Linked DNA regions of Mus musculus: regions 1 and 3 are each linked to region 2. The links are chromatin contacts, called in public promoter capture Hi-C maps. All regions are on one chromosome and are shown on one strand. Each heading gives the region's core, a stretch centred on a gene start, on an enhancer-like site or on the middle of the called end of the contact. The rest is flanking DNA. Distances are from core to core; before and after follow the strand shown. Region 1 holds the start of Wdr26 (WD repeat domain 26). Region 2 holds the start of Parp1 (poly (ADP-ribose) polymerase family, member 1). Region 3 holds the start of Kif28 (kinesin family member 28).

What was found. Promoter capture Hi-C pulls out the DNA fragments that hold promoters and counts their contacts.
Region 1: a contact with region 2 is called in a promoter capture Hi-C map of stem cell-derived epiblast-like cells, with 2.2 times the contacts expected there. The contact joins the promoter of Wdr26 here to the promoter of Parp1 in region 2.
Region 3: a contact with region 2 is called in a promoter capture Hi-C map of embryonic stem cells, with 4 times the contacts expected there. The contact joins the promoter of Kif28 here to the promoter of Parp1 in region 2. A contact is called at or near these places in 6 of 39 promoter capture datasets (the 3T3-L1 cell line, cranial neural crest, embryonic stem cells and 2 more), 2 of 484 Hi-C or Micro-C datasets (embryonic stem cells and nephron progenitors) and 1 of 115 datasets of contacts at active chromatin or transcription factors (embryonic stem cells).

Annotation. Positions count from the first base shown.
Region 1 is chr1:181,209,386-181,213,251 of GRCm38.p6, forward strand. It overlaps Wdr26 (WD repeat domain 26), which reads right to left and starts at 2,593. Exons shown (of 14, transcript NM_145514.5): 1 at 1,691-2,593. The coding sequence starts at 2,052. It overlaps Gm38664, which reads left to right and starts at 2,051. Exons shown (of 6, transcript XM_011238899.2): 1 at 2,051-2,114; 2 at 2,425-2,661. The coding sequence starts at 2,051.
Region 2 is chr1:180,567,591-180,571,571 of GRCm38.p6, forward strand. Parp1 (poly (ADP-ribose) polymerase family, member 1) reads left to right here and starts at 1,301. Exons shown (of 23, transcript NM_007415.3): 1 at 1,301-1,563. The coding sequence starts at 1,444. Gm31986 (a long non-coding RNA gene) reads right to left here and starts at 1,309. Exons shown (of 4, transcript XR_001779573.2): 1 at 388-1,309.
Region 3 is chr1:179,743,418-179,747,046 of GRCm38.p6, forward strand. It overlaps Kif28 (kinesin family member 28), which reads right to left and starts at 1,783. Exons shown (of 23, transcript NM_001370897.1): 1 at 1,700-1,783. The coding sequence starts at 1,783. It overlaps Ahctf1 (AT hook containing transcription factor 1), which reads right to left. Exons shown (of 36, transcript NM_026375.2): 36 at 1,487-3,111. The coding sequence ends at 2,916.

The DNA.
Region 1 (3,866 bases), core at 1,343-3,842, 640 kb after region 2:
ACAACTTCATGAAGAAGAAAAAAAATAGCTTTAAAACCCTTCATAAAGTAAATGCCACCTACATTTCAAATTAAAAACCTTTCTTGAAACTGGAATTAAGCAAGTTCTTCCTACTTTTGCCATTTAATGTTTCAGAAGTTTAAAAGAGTATACAATTTCTAAAAATGTGCTCTAACATTGGTTAAATAAAAACTAGGGTCTACACATTATCTATGGCACAGCACTTTGAAAGATAAAATACAAGGTGACAGATGGCCTGTATTAGGTATAGCTTTCCTTCCAGATATTCTGCTGGTATGGAAAGCCTGCTAGGTCAATCTTTACAATTAAAACAAGTCCAGCACCCCAAACCCTTTCCTTTCTCTCCATACTAAAAATAGCCAATTTACTATGCTGTAGGCTCCAAACAGTCACGAGTTATTTCCGCCTGCTGCTGTCAGCTTACTGCTTCCCTCAGTAATATATTCTGTTAGCATTCACAAAATTTATTTTCACACTTTTCCTTTTCCTTGGGGACTAAAGTGAAACCTTTCTGGATTTTTCTCTGGGAGCTGTTCATGGTTTGGTTCGGTGTTTCTTTAGCGCTCCCCATTTTTCAGCTCAACAGTGCAATTATCAGCTTGGGAGTGGAAATACTTCTGTCACTGAGAAAATGCAGATCTGCCCCTTTCCCAACCAATGCACGGGTGCGCTCTCTCTCTCTCTCTCTCTCTCTCTCTCTCCACACACACACACACACACACACACACACACACACAAAGCAAAACCAAACAAAACCAAAATCCCTGGTCTGGTTGCCTTCAAATTCGCCTTGACTCTAAGAAACTGTTGCTTGTTTACTGTCAGCTCCTGGCTCTGCCACCTTCACTCAGCTCCAGGACACTCCCACCAACCCTACCTCAACTCCCTCAGCTTTTCTTTCCTGTGTGTTCAAAACAGATGCGTTTTGGTTGGACCCGCTGTCTACCTTCACCCTACATTAATGACCACCCAAACTGTATTTGAAAACCAATGATTCACCAGACCTGACATCACATTTTCAAAAGAAAACCTTCTGGGTTTTGAAGTGGGATTTTACTAGTGCTAGGCCTCTAGTGTGTACACACACACACACACACACACACACACACACACACACACACGGCCTCTGTCTGCATGACTTCCACTGGGTATCTGACTTCATTATTCCCATCAGATTTACTCGACAGCCTCTTTCCAAATTATGCCAGCCCCTTAGTTCCCATAAACACTTGTAGGCGACTGTCCTTCCTGATTGGTAGTTTGCCTGGGCTGCTGTCGGTCAGGGGTGGGGGTGGGGAGGTGTCCCACAAAGATGCCTCTGAGACACACTTGAAAAACAAATCCTCCAAGGTTCATTATTTCCACCGCTCTGATCCACCCCTCCCCCAGCATAAACAACCTCGGTGTCCGCCTTCCCGGACAGACAATCCTGCTCTGGAGGTGCGCGGGGAGGGGTCGCCCTGGGTTTCCACTACCCCTCCCCAGCCCAGGCGGCTCGGCTGGCCTTAAGACATCGGGCCGATTCCCTTTCCTAGACCTCCCCTCCACCGCCCCCCCCCCCAGGGCTGTCTGTCCCCGGCCTCCTGCGCACTGGGCCCCGGGGTCCCCGCAACCCACCCGGCCGCTCGGCCCCGGCCTGGCCCTCACCAGTTGTAGGACGGACACTTACTTGAGCCCTAGGCCATTGAGGTGCTGTCCTATGAGCCTAATGACATCCTCATCGGACTGCGAGAGCCGCTTCTTCTTCTTGAGGCTGCTGCCCAGCTCGGGGGTGGCCTGGGCGGCGGCGGCGGTGGCGGAGGCCGCGGCGGCCCCGCCGGGAACCCCGTTATTGACACTCAGGCTGTTGCTATTGTTGCCAGCGGCGGAGGGGGCGGCAGGCAGGAGCCCGTTGGCGTGGGCCAGGTCCCCCGCGGACGTCGCCGAAGGGGACGACTCCCCGTTCTGCGCCGACAGGCAGGCGAGCTCCGGGGTCTGGCCCTGGCCCCCGCCGCCCCCGCCGCCGCCTCCTCCCGCCCCGTTGGCCTGCATGGTGCCGCCGCTGACCAGGCTGTGGCCGCTGCTCCGCTGCGGGGCGGCGGGGGCGGCCGGAGGCAGTCCCACCACCACCACCACGGAGGAGGAGGAGGAGGAGGCGGCCGGCGAGGGCGAGGGCGGGGGGGGGAGGCCTGCTCGGCCCGCCGAGGCCCCGGGCTCTCCTGCTCCCTCCGCCGCCGAGGCTCGGGGCTTCTTTCGCGGGGGCGGGGAGGCTCCGCCGGCGTCCGAGTCGGAGGAGGAGGAAGCGGAGGCCAGAGTTTCCTCGCCGAGAGAGGCCGTGGTGGGAGGCCGGCGGGGCGCGGCGGGGGTCGGCGGGGCGGGAGGAGGGGGAGAAGGAGGACCGGGCCCTTCCCCCCCCCTCCGGAGGCGCTCGCGGCGCGGCCCGGGGGCTCGCGGGCACTGGGGGGGGCGCGGGCCCGAAGCTGGGAGCCCGGACGGCGGCGGCGGAGGCGGCGGCGGAGGCAGCGGCCGCCTCGGTGCTGGGTCCGCGCCGCTCCGCTCCCTGGTGTGTTGATTCTTCCCCCAGCTGCTGTCTAATGGAGTCCGGGCGCTGGCGTCACAGGAAATGCCTATACTGCCCTCCTCGCTCACTTCCGGCAGCAGGTATGGAACCTATAGGGGGCTGTCACCCGGCACGTGTGTGTCCGGCGGCCGGGGTGAGGCCGTGGGGTGAAGGCGAGGGCGGCCGGGGGTGGGGGTCCGGCCCCGGCGGGGAGGCGCGACTCAGCACGACCTGGCCCGCCTGTGCGAGGCCGCCCTGGCTCCCCGGGTCAGGCGTGCGAGCTCGGCCTGCAGTAAGTTCGCAGCCTCGCTCCGGGGCCCTGCAGGGTGGGAGGCGGAGATCACGTCCTCGCCCTGCACCCTGAGTGACCCAGAAAGGAGCGAGCGGCCGGCGTGGAGGGGGCCGCAGACGCACTGGCACGGGCCAGGGTGGGGCCGCCGGCGGCCTGGTTTTGCAGCTTGTGACTTCGAGCACAAGGGTGTGCTAGGCCCCTGGCCACCGGCTTCTTGCTCTGCACTCAGGATTTAACCACTGCCTCGGTTTAGGGTGGAAACACTTGAACTTGCACAGCCAAGCACCACACACAGTTGTATCCGTGTCAGTCCAGGACAAGGGAGATGACAGCAGAGCTGAGTGTGCTCCACCCTGGGAAGGCGAAGTCGGCCGTAAACTGCCTTCCCTCTGGGAGGAAAAACAACAACTCGTGGGGGCAAGACGTTTCAAAGGCTGAGGGTGTGTAGAGGCGCTTTGCTTTGGAGTTTTACTAGGTTTGTTTTGTCTTTCTTTTAAGTGCTCGCTCAGATGTCTTGTTCCTGGTTCCTGTACCTCTGACCGAGGGGTGGGATTGGGGCACCGTTTCAGATTCTGGTTTGAAATTTTCAAGTGGCCGGAGTTTCACTGTCCCAGCGCTTTAAACGGCTTTCTTGAGTGGAGAAACACAGCAGCAGAGAACTGAGTAACTATGTTACTCTGTGGCAAATGGTCCATGGGGCCCTAGTCAGTTTCATGGACTTGGGTCGTAGCATGTAGACCTGGTGTGGACAGATATTTTTCCTGACGTGACTTCCATTTGGGAGGAAAACAACAACAAAAAGACCAAACAAACAGACCCAACAGCCTTAAGCAATACATCTTATGTCTCTGAAATTTACAACACTCACAGCTCAGTAATTTTTAGGTCTTTGGGGACAGCCTTTTTTAAATTTAGAAGTGTAATAAAAATTAGCCTATGATTTGTCAAGAATCCTGAGCTCTCTTCATCTTGAGACTGGGAAGAGAGACAGAGACCAGGGCAGTCTTACAGAGA
Region 2 (3,981 bases), core at 51-2,550:
TAACTTCCTCCAGTCAGGAGATATGAAAACGTCTTCTGGACTCAGCAAACACCAAACACACATGATATATAAATATTTATACAGGCAAAACATGCCTGCAATTCACACATTGTAATTTGGTCTGGGAGATTTTCTGTTTTTTAAGTCTGAGATAGGCTAGCCTGCCTGGTTTAGACCCTCTGCAGCAAAGGAGAATTTGCTGGGGTGGTTACCCACGGGATCAGTTACAAGGCAAAGTGGAAGGACCCCACTCCCTGGACTAGGTTAGGGAACAGCCATGTGTCCTGTCTCTCTCTGCCACGAGAGGGTCTCAACAAGGGAGGGCAGGGTTAGAAAAAGAGCAGCAACAGAGGAAGCACAAAGCAGATACCTAGAGCCAGTTCATACCTGCTCAATCAGGAATGATTCATAGACAAGTAGGCCACAGCTCACCAGCCAGTTTGCTGCCAGACATGCAGTTTACCCACACTTTAGGACACAGGCAAGTGGATCTCTGTGAGTTTGAAGCCGACTTCATCTTCATGGCCAGCCAGGGCTTTATAGTGAGACCCTGCATCACGCTCATATAATTATTAAAAAAAAAAAAAGACCAATAATGTTAAAGATTGTAGTGCTACATTAAATAACAAGATCTAACAGTAGCAAGTTTAACAATACCTATAACTTTAATTGTCGATAACCTAAAATATTTTGGGATCTCCCCAGGAAAATATCTGTTGCCGGAGATGGTGTCACACGCCCTTAATCCCAAGCACTCAGGAGGCAAAGGCACATGGATCCCTGTGAGTTCAAGGCCAGCCTGATCTACAGAACAAGTTTCAGGGCAGCCAGGGCAACACTGAGACACCCTGTCCTGTGTTAGCGCGGAGATGGGGGATGAGAACACACGACATCTGTTGTAACTACTACCAACTGTCACGGGTTCTGCTCATTCTCTTGGAATTTATAGTTATGCATTTAAGTTTACTAAGAATGAAAAATCAGGCTTTAGTTGGTTTTCTGTGTCAGCAATGTGGAGGCTGCAAAGCAGAATACTACACTTAGGGTCAGCAGGGTTCGCTCTAGACATACCTAGAAAAAAATGCAAGTGGGTGAGGTGGAATTATTTGGGCGAACAAAAAGCCTTTCTGGGACAAACCGACAAAAGGGGTGGCGCCTGTCAGATTCCCCGGGTCCCCGCCCTGGCCCCTTCCCAGAGGCAGAGACCAGCGTGCACAGGCGCAGTCGCGCTGGGACCCAACCTCCCAAGGACACGTGCTGAAGCCCCGCCCTATGAGCTGAGGCCCCGCCCTCCGCGCGCGAGCTTGGGGGGGCGGTCCCGCCGCTAGGCATCAGTAATCTATCCTGAGCGGAGGCGGCTCTGCACGCTTGCGGGGGAAACCGACACGTTAGCGGAGCGCACCAGCGGCGGCGTCGGGCTGCCGCTGCAGCACGAGAAGGAGGATGGCGGAGGCCTCGGAGAGGCTTTATCGAGTGGAGTACGCGAAGAGCGGGCGCGCCTCTTGCAAGAAATGCAGCGAGAGTATTCCCAAGGACTCCCTCCGCATGGCCATCATGGTGCAGGTGCGACGGGGCCGGGCCGGAGGCGCAGGGCGACGCGGCCTGGGCGGCTGTGTGGGCTCGGGGCCGCCTCACTCCGCCCTGCGGCTCAGCCGGACCGGGAGAGAAGGGCGGGAAAGACCCGCGGCGCTGCCGCGGAGGTCCTTGAGGCCCATTGGGCCGACCCCTTCCGGGACATTGCGCTTACCCTGCAAGAAAAGCCCGGGAAGTAAGAGCATCTGGCGTAAGTGCCTCTGGCTTTGTAAAGACAAGGGGCCTGCCTCTTCGCTGGGTCTGGATGGTCGCAGAGTTTTTGTTTATTTCACTGCCTTCTCGGCGTCGGGGTGGAGGGTGTGCGCGCGGTCTTTAAAGCTGCTCTGATTTGGGCCTATCTTGTCCCGGAAGATTATTGTCCTCCATGAATACAGAAGATTTTTTTTTCCCCTTAAGCCTATTTTTGATGATCCTTTCAACATCCGCTCACTCTCGGTATTTCTATTTTAGTTATGCAAAGCAGTGCCATTTCTTTACAGTGCATTCGCTTTGGGCCTGATTTCTACTTGGAAATAACATTTTCTCCAAACTTCCCGAGGTCTCGGCGCTTTCTGCAGCTATCTGGTCTCTTCACTGACGCTTCCGAGATGGTCAGGAGGTGGTGGGATGACGGGTCCTGGCGTTCCAGTGGCTCCTGCCTCCTAGGCTTCTGGTTTTGCAGATTCCTTCCCGTCTTTGCTAGTGTGGTTCTCACCTGCCCTGTTCCCACCTCCCCCAAACACTCAGTTACCCAAGCTCACGCTGCTAATGGTCGAGGCAATTGATTTCCCTTGCTGTCCAGCTGCAGTAATGTGTTTTAGAAGAGGCAGGCTAGCCCTCAATGGGGCTTCAGTTCTTAAGGGGGGGAGGGAAGGGGGAAAAGACATTCACCCAGTGGGTACCAAGATACCACACTGCTTCTATTATTTCTCCTTATGGGAAGAACTGAAGCTGTCATCTTGGTGCCCTCGGAGAGACTGCCTAGCTCAGCATTCTTGCTTGACACAGTTCTCATACATTCTATACATATTTATTAAGAAGCAGCTAGGCACGGTGTTAGTGTCTATAATTATCATTGGTGACAAAAATGTCGGGAACTGCTAGGGACGTCTTTGTTGCTTGCATTTATGACGGGATGGGGAACCCGTCCTGGGCTCCTCCTGCTAGGTTAAGGGGTATGGGAAGGATTGATAAGCCTTGTATCTGATGGAACTGAGTGCTAGGCAGAATGCCCTGGGGAGGAGAAGCCCAAGATGTCCCAGTCAAGTGTGGGAGCTTGATTAAGAGTTTTTATTCACAGAAGTGGGACAGGAAGATGGAGATAGCTAGAATTTGAAGGACAGTTGAAAGCCCCATTTCCCACTGAGGTCTTTGAACTTTACCCCACAGTTCCCTCCTCCCTGTGAGAAGATAAATAGAGCTCTCTGGGCTTAAGAGAAAGCAAATTTACATCCTTGCCAGTTTGTAGATTAAACCCATTATTCCCTCGGTCTTGAATATAGCAGGAAAGCAAAATAGTCTTCGGCTTATATTTTCATATTATTTTATGATTGGGGATTCCTCAATTGTAACAGCTAGTAGAGGGATATTAGTAAAGTATAAGGTAATGGTATGCCCAGAATTAGGTTGATTGGTTTTGAGACCAGATTTCAGGGCTGATGTCTGTGATGCTCTGGCCTCCATCCTGGAGTGCTGAGAATTACTGGCCTGCCTCTACTGCCACACCCAGCCTTTCAAATGGTTTTGTTTGGTTTTTGGGACCTGGCTTACTGTCATCCTGCTGGCCTTGAACTCAAAGAGATCCACCCGCCTCTTCCTCCCCAGTGATGAGATTAAAGTCGTGTGCTACTACACCTGGCCTTTGAAGTGACCCTTCCATACTTTACAGATTTTATTAGGCATCTGTACTAGCCAGAGAATAGCCGCTCTGTGAAAGATGACCCCCAATACTGCCTAGGAAGAGAGGAAAAAGAGGATTCTGGGTAGGCTGAGGCTGACCTAAATAACTTAACCTTCAAGGCCCTCCTCCTGGTTTTTTGTTTTTTTTTTTTTTTGACTGTGAGAGAAACTATTATTGTGAGTGACAGCGGTGCTCTTCCTTCCTTAGAGGAGCTTGGGAGTTTAGATCTGAGTTTAAAGTTGGGCTTTTACTCCAGAGCTTGGGAGGGCCGTCGTTGTAGAGCTTGAATTTAAATACCTTCTTTTACATTTGTATGAGAGGACTGTTCTCTGAGCATCCGATAAGCTGATATTTCCGAGCCCTGGGTGAGGCTGCCTAACTGGGAGGCAGAGGGATGACCCTGAAGGAACTGAGGATTTGCGCATTCTCTGAGCAGGGCCGTCTTCTTCCTGCAGGCAGGGCTCTCAGCCTGCCTTACCTGGAAGGAAATGGTGAACCTTGTGGTTGTT
Region 3 (3,629 bases), core at 533-3,032, 820 kb before region 2:
CTAGAGGAACCTACACCTTCTCTTGGTCTCATGTACACTACCCGTACCTTAGCCAATACCATCTTGAGTGTTCCATATCATTAGATCCGTTGAACTGAACATTGTAGGTCTTGTCACACAGACCAACTATCACAAAGCAGAGTGCCTGAGAACCTGGTTTTCTTGCTTGCCAGCATGGCCTGTCTCTACTATATGTCTACACTATGCTAATCAGTGAAGATTAGAGTCGTTAAGGTGACACAGTAGGGACTGTGTATTCATCCATCATATGTACTCATGAGGGTACGAGCTGGTGGCATCAAGATTCAGGATCCTGGATATCTCAGACATTCCTTGGAGGTGAGTAGCAGGTAAAATCCTTTCAGTTCTTGACCTGGTATGTGTGTGTTTGCTTGCACAAGGGTTGCAAGGTACAAAGTGCAAACTTCTCATTTCCTGTATGGCAAAGATGTAATTTGCAGAACTCTCACATGATCGAAAGCTTCTCCTTCCACACCTAGTGTGATGACTGGGCCCACCACAGAGCTGATGGGAACGAGCCACATGGCATTAGCATAGTCTCACACTGGGACATTGCCTGCTCCAGGAGCTCTCTGTACCTCCTACCAGGGGGTGACAGTGAAGTTTGCTGCCACCTGCAGATGCATAAATTGGGCTCTCAGGCAAGGAGAGAATAGAACCCAAGTCTTTTGCAATAGCCAGTGCTCTTACACACTGCACCCTCTCCAGCTGCCTGGACACTTCTCTTTAGCTCTAGCACTTTCTAGCAGTCATAGAGTAACAAAACTTCACTGGTCACAGTGGGCAAAGACAAGCGTGCTATAATGGAAAGGGGGATAGCAGGTTCCACTGGGAACACACAGCACAGCTCTCTACCTCTGTGGCAAGCTTCTTACAGAACAGCATCCTCTCTGGAACCTGTGGAAGAGCTTAGTTCCAGTTCTTCTGACTTGAGTGGTATGCAGAGTGTGCCCATGTATGCTAGGTAGATGGGGCACAGCCAAGGGGAGGAGGCAGCCTTGCGCATGAGATCTCATGAGCAGTGTTTCCATAAAACTAACATGTAAGTGCACACTGGCACGTTCTCATTATGTGACTGAAGTCTGGTCAGGAACATGACTCTGCTACCTTAGCTTTCTATGTTGGGATCACTGACGTGTCCACATGTGGCAAGACTTACTTTTAAGATAAACATTTCTTGGTGTTTCATGTAGTGCAAGCTGGCCTTGAATGTACAACATAGCCAAGGATAAAAACTGAGCTTCTAGTAGGTTGCCTCGCCTCAAGCTGGCATTCCACACATCTCTGTGCCTCATTTCATAGAGTGCTGATGAGCTACCCTAGGGATTCATGCACGGTAGGCAAGCACACTTACCAACTGACATCTCTGCCCCACACCGACATGCAGTAAAAACAGACACCGCACATCTCTATTTAGCAAACTGCACTGGTTAAATAATTATTAACTTGACAGTATTTCTCTTGTCAGTTTTTTTTATTGTGCTACTTGTACCAAGGAATGAAATTAAATGTTTACTAAATTATGCTTAGAGCTTTTGTGAATCATTTGACAAATCCATTTAAATAAGTTTAATATTTCATAAATGACAAGCAGCTTAAATACAAATTCAGAAACTATTATTAAAAAATTAATAAAATCAGGCAGTAATTGTCAGCAAGGCAATGAGCATGGACTGACCTGGCTGAACGGCCGCACCCGGACGGCCACTCTCACACTGTCCGATCTCGGCACAGGCACTCTCCCCATTTTCTCATTATCCATGATGCTACTCGGTAGAAAAATAACACACAAAGCACACTGCTCACGAAAACATCCAAAGCTTAGCTGACAAAGTCTGCTTTTAGGTATCAATTATTAAGCGTCCATTCATTACACACTATCAATTACCTGTCATAAATTATTTGACAACACTTATTTATTGATGAACATCATGGCTTCCATCAGGCGCCATTACCAACGGTACACACGCTGCAGAAAAGAGGGTTCCTTTCCTCTTTTCCGACATCTGCTCACACTCTTCCATTCTCTGTAACCTGTGCCTGAGGTTCTGTGGCAGTTACCAGTTTAAAACCTGAATACTAGAGAGGCTCCTGTGACGAAGTCGCAAGCTCTTTCACAGCATGGGAAGTCTAAACCTTGTCGGCTCCTCTTCTCAGCAGCAGGCACACGTCGGTGCACTGTTTTATTTCTTTCTTCAATCCTTCCATGAGGTTGCTAGGAAGCAGTGAAACCGGTCAATCTAACCTGGATAATTAAGTCTCTGAACTGAGAGACAAGATAGTCCTTAAGTTACTGAAGAGAACTGCTAGCTAGGAAACCGATGCAGTACTGGAAAATTACTCATTTGAGGTAGATTACACAACATTTGTAAAACTACAAAAAGGCAAAATCACATGCCCACAATTCAAATTCAACACAGTATCAGGCAAAGCCCAATGAGCACAGGTACTGACCAGAGATCCGAGGAACAGCATCAAAGTGCATACATTATAAAACAGCAATGTTAAAAATAATCAATAGTTCATCGCCCTCATTTTAAGACAGTTCTAGTATCTTAACTGTAAAGAAAGGATATGAACATATGTCCAGTAGCATATAAAATTACAACTCAAACAGAAAGCTCCTCTCAAAAATCTACCAGACACACAGTGTACTTTACAGTAGTTTATTTAACCTCCCAATGATAAGTCATATTTACATTGATATAAACGCATCAAGTCGTATAAAACGCCTGCACTACAAGAACTGCACTCCATGTGGAGTTACTCATTTACTGCTTACAAAATTGTACAATTTATATAAAGTATTTCCATCCAAATTGGTGACTTTAATAATCCACACAAATACTGTTGACTTTTACAAACAGGTGCGTGTTAAAATCTTGGGCTAAAAATTACAGCATTTTCCTGCGTAAAATTTGCTTTGGAAAAGAAGATGGCTTCTTTCTGCCCCTTCCAAGAGTTTTTCCTGCTATTTCTGCAGTTTTTCTTGGCTTGCCGGTCTTTATTTCATCCACTGGACTCGCCAAGGGAGAAACCAGCTTAATTTCTACAGGAGGAGGTGACCAAGAACTTCCTTTTCCTGTGTTTCTGAAAGAAAGATACAGTCAAGTAGGAATGGGCACAAAGTGCTGTCTGGTCAAGTGCTTCTCTCGCAGAGACCTGGAGAGTGGACTTGCAGGCAGGGTTAAGGCCTCACCACCCACCGCGTCCCCATGTGTGCCGGGGGGCATACTCAGCCACAGATATGTCTAAAATTCTGCAGTTACAAGGATGGCCCACGTACCTATAGTCAGCTCATGGGATGAGAGCCAGCAGACCCACGAATTTATAAACAGTAGCAAGTGGCATGAACATATACAAAGGCAGTGTACATGTGAGCGGTGCCAACTGTGTCGCGTTGAAGGAATTTGTACTTTCATTTGTCAGCCAAGCCTAAGCACAGCCTGAGAGTCCTGCTACACAAAGGCATCTCACATGGACATATTTACCACACATGCAGTAATACTGCTAAGTAGTGAGACAGCTGTGGGACTTAAATTAATGAAGAGGTAGACTATCTTCTCTTCCAACCACGCCAAGTGGACAATAAACTGTATGTCTTCACT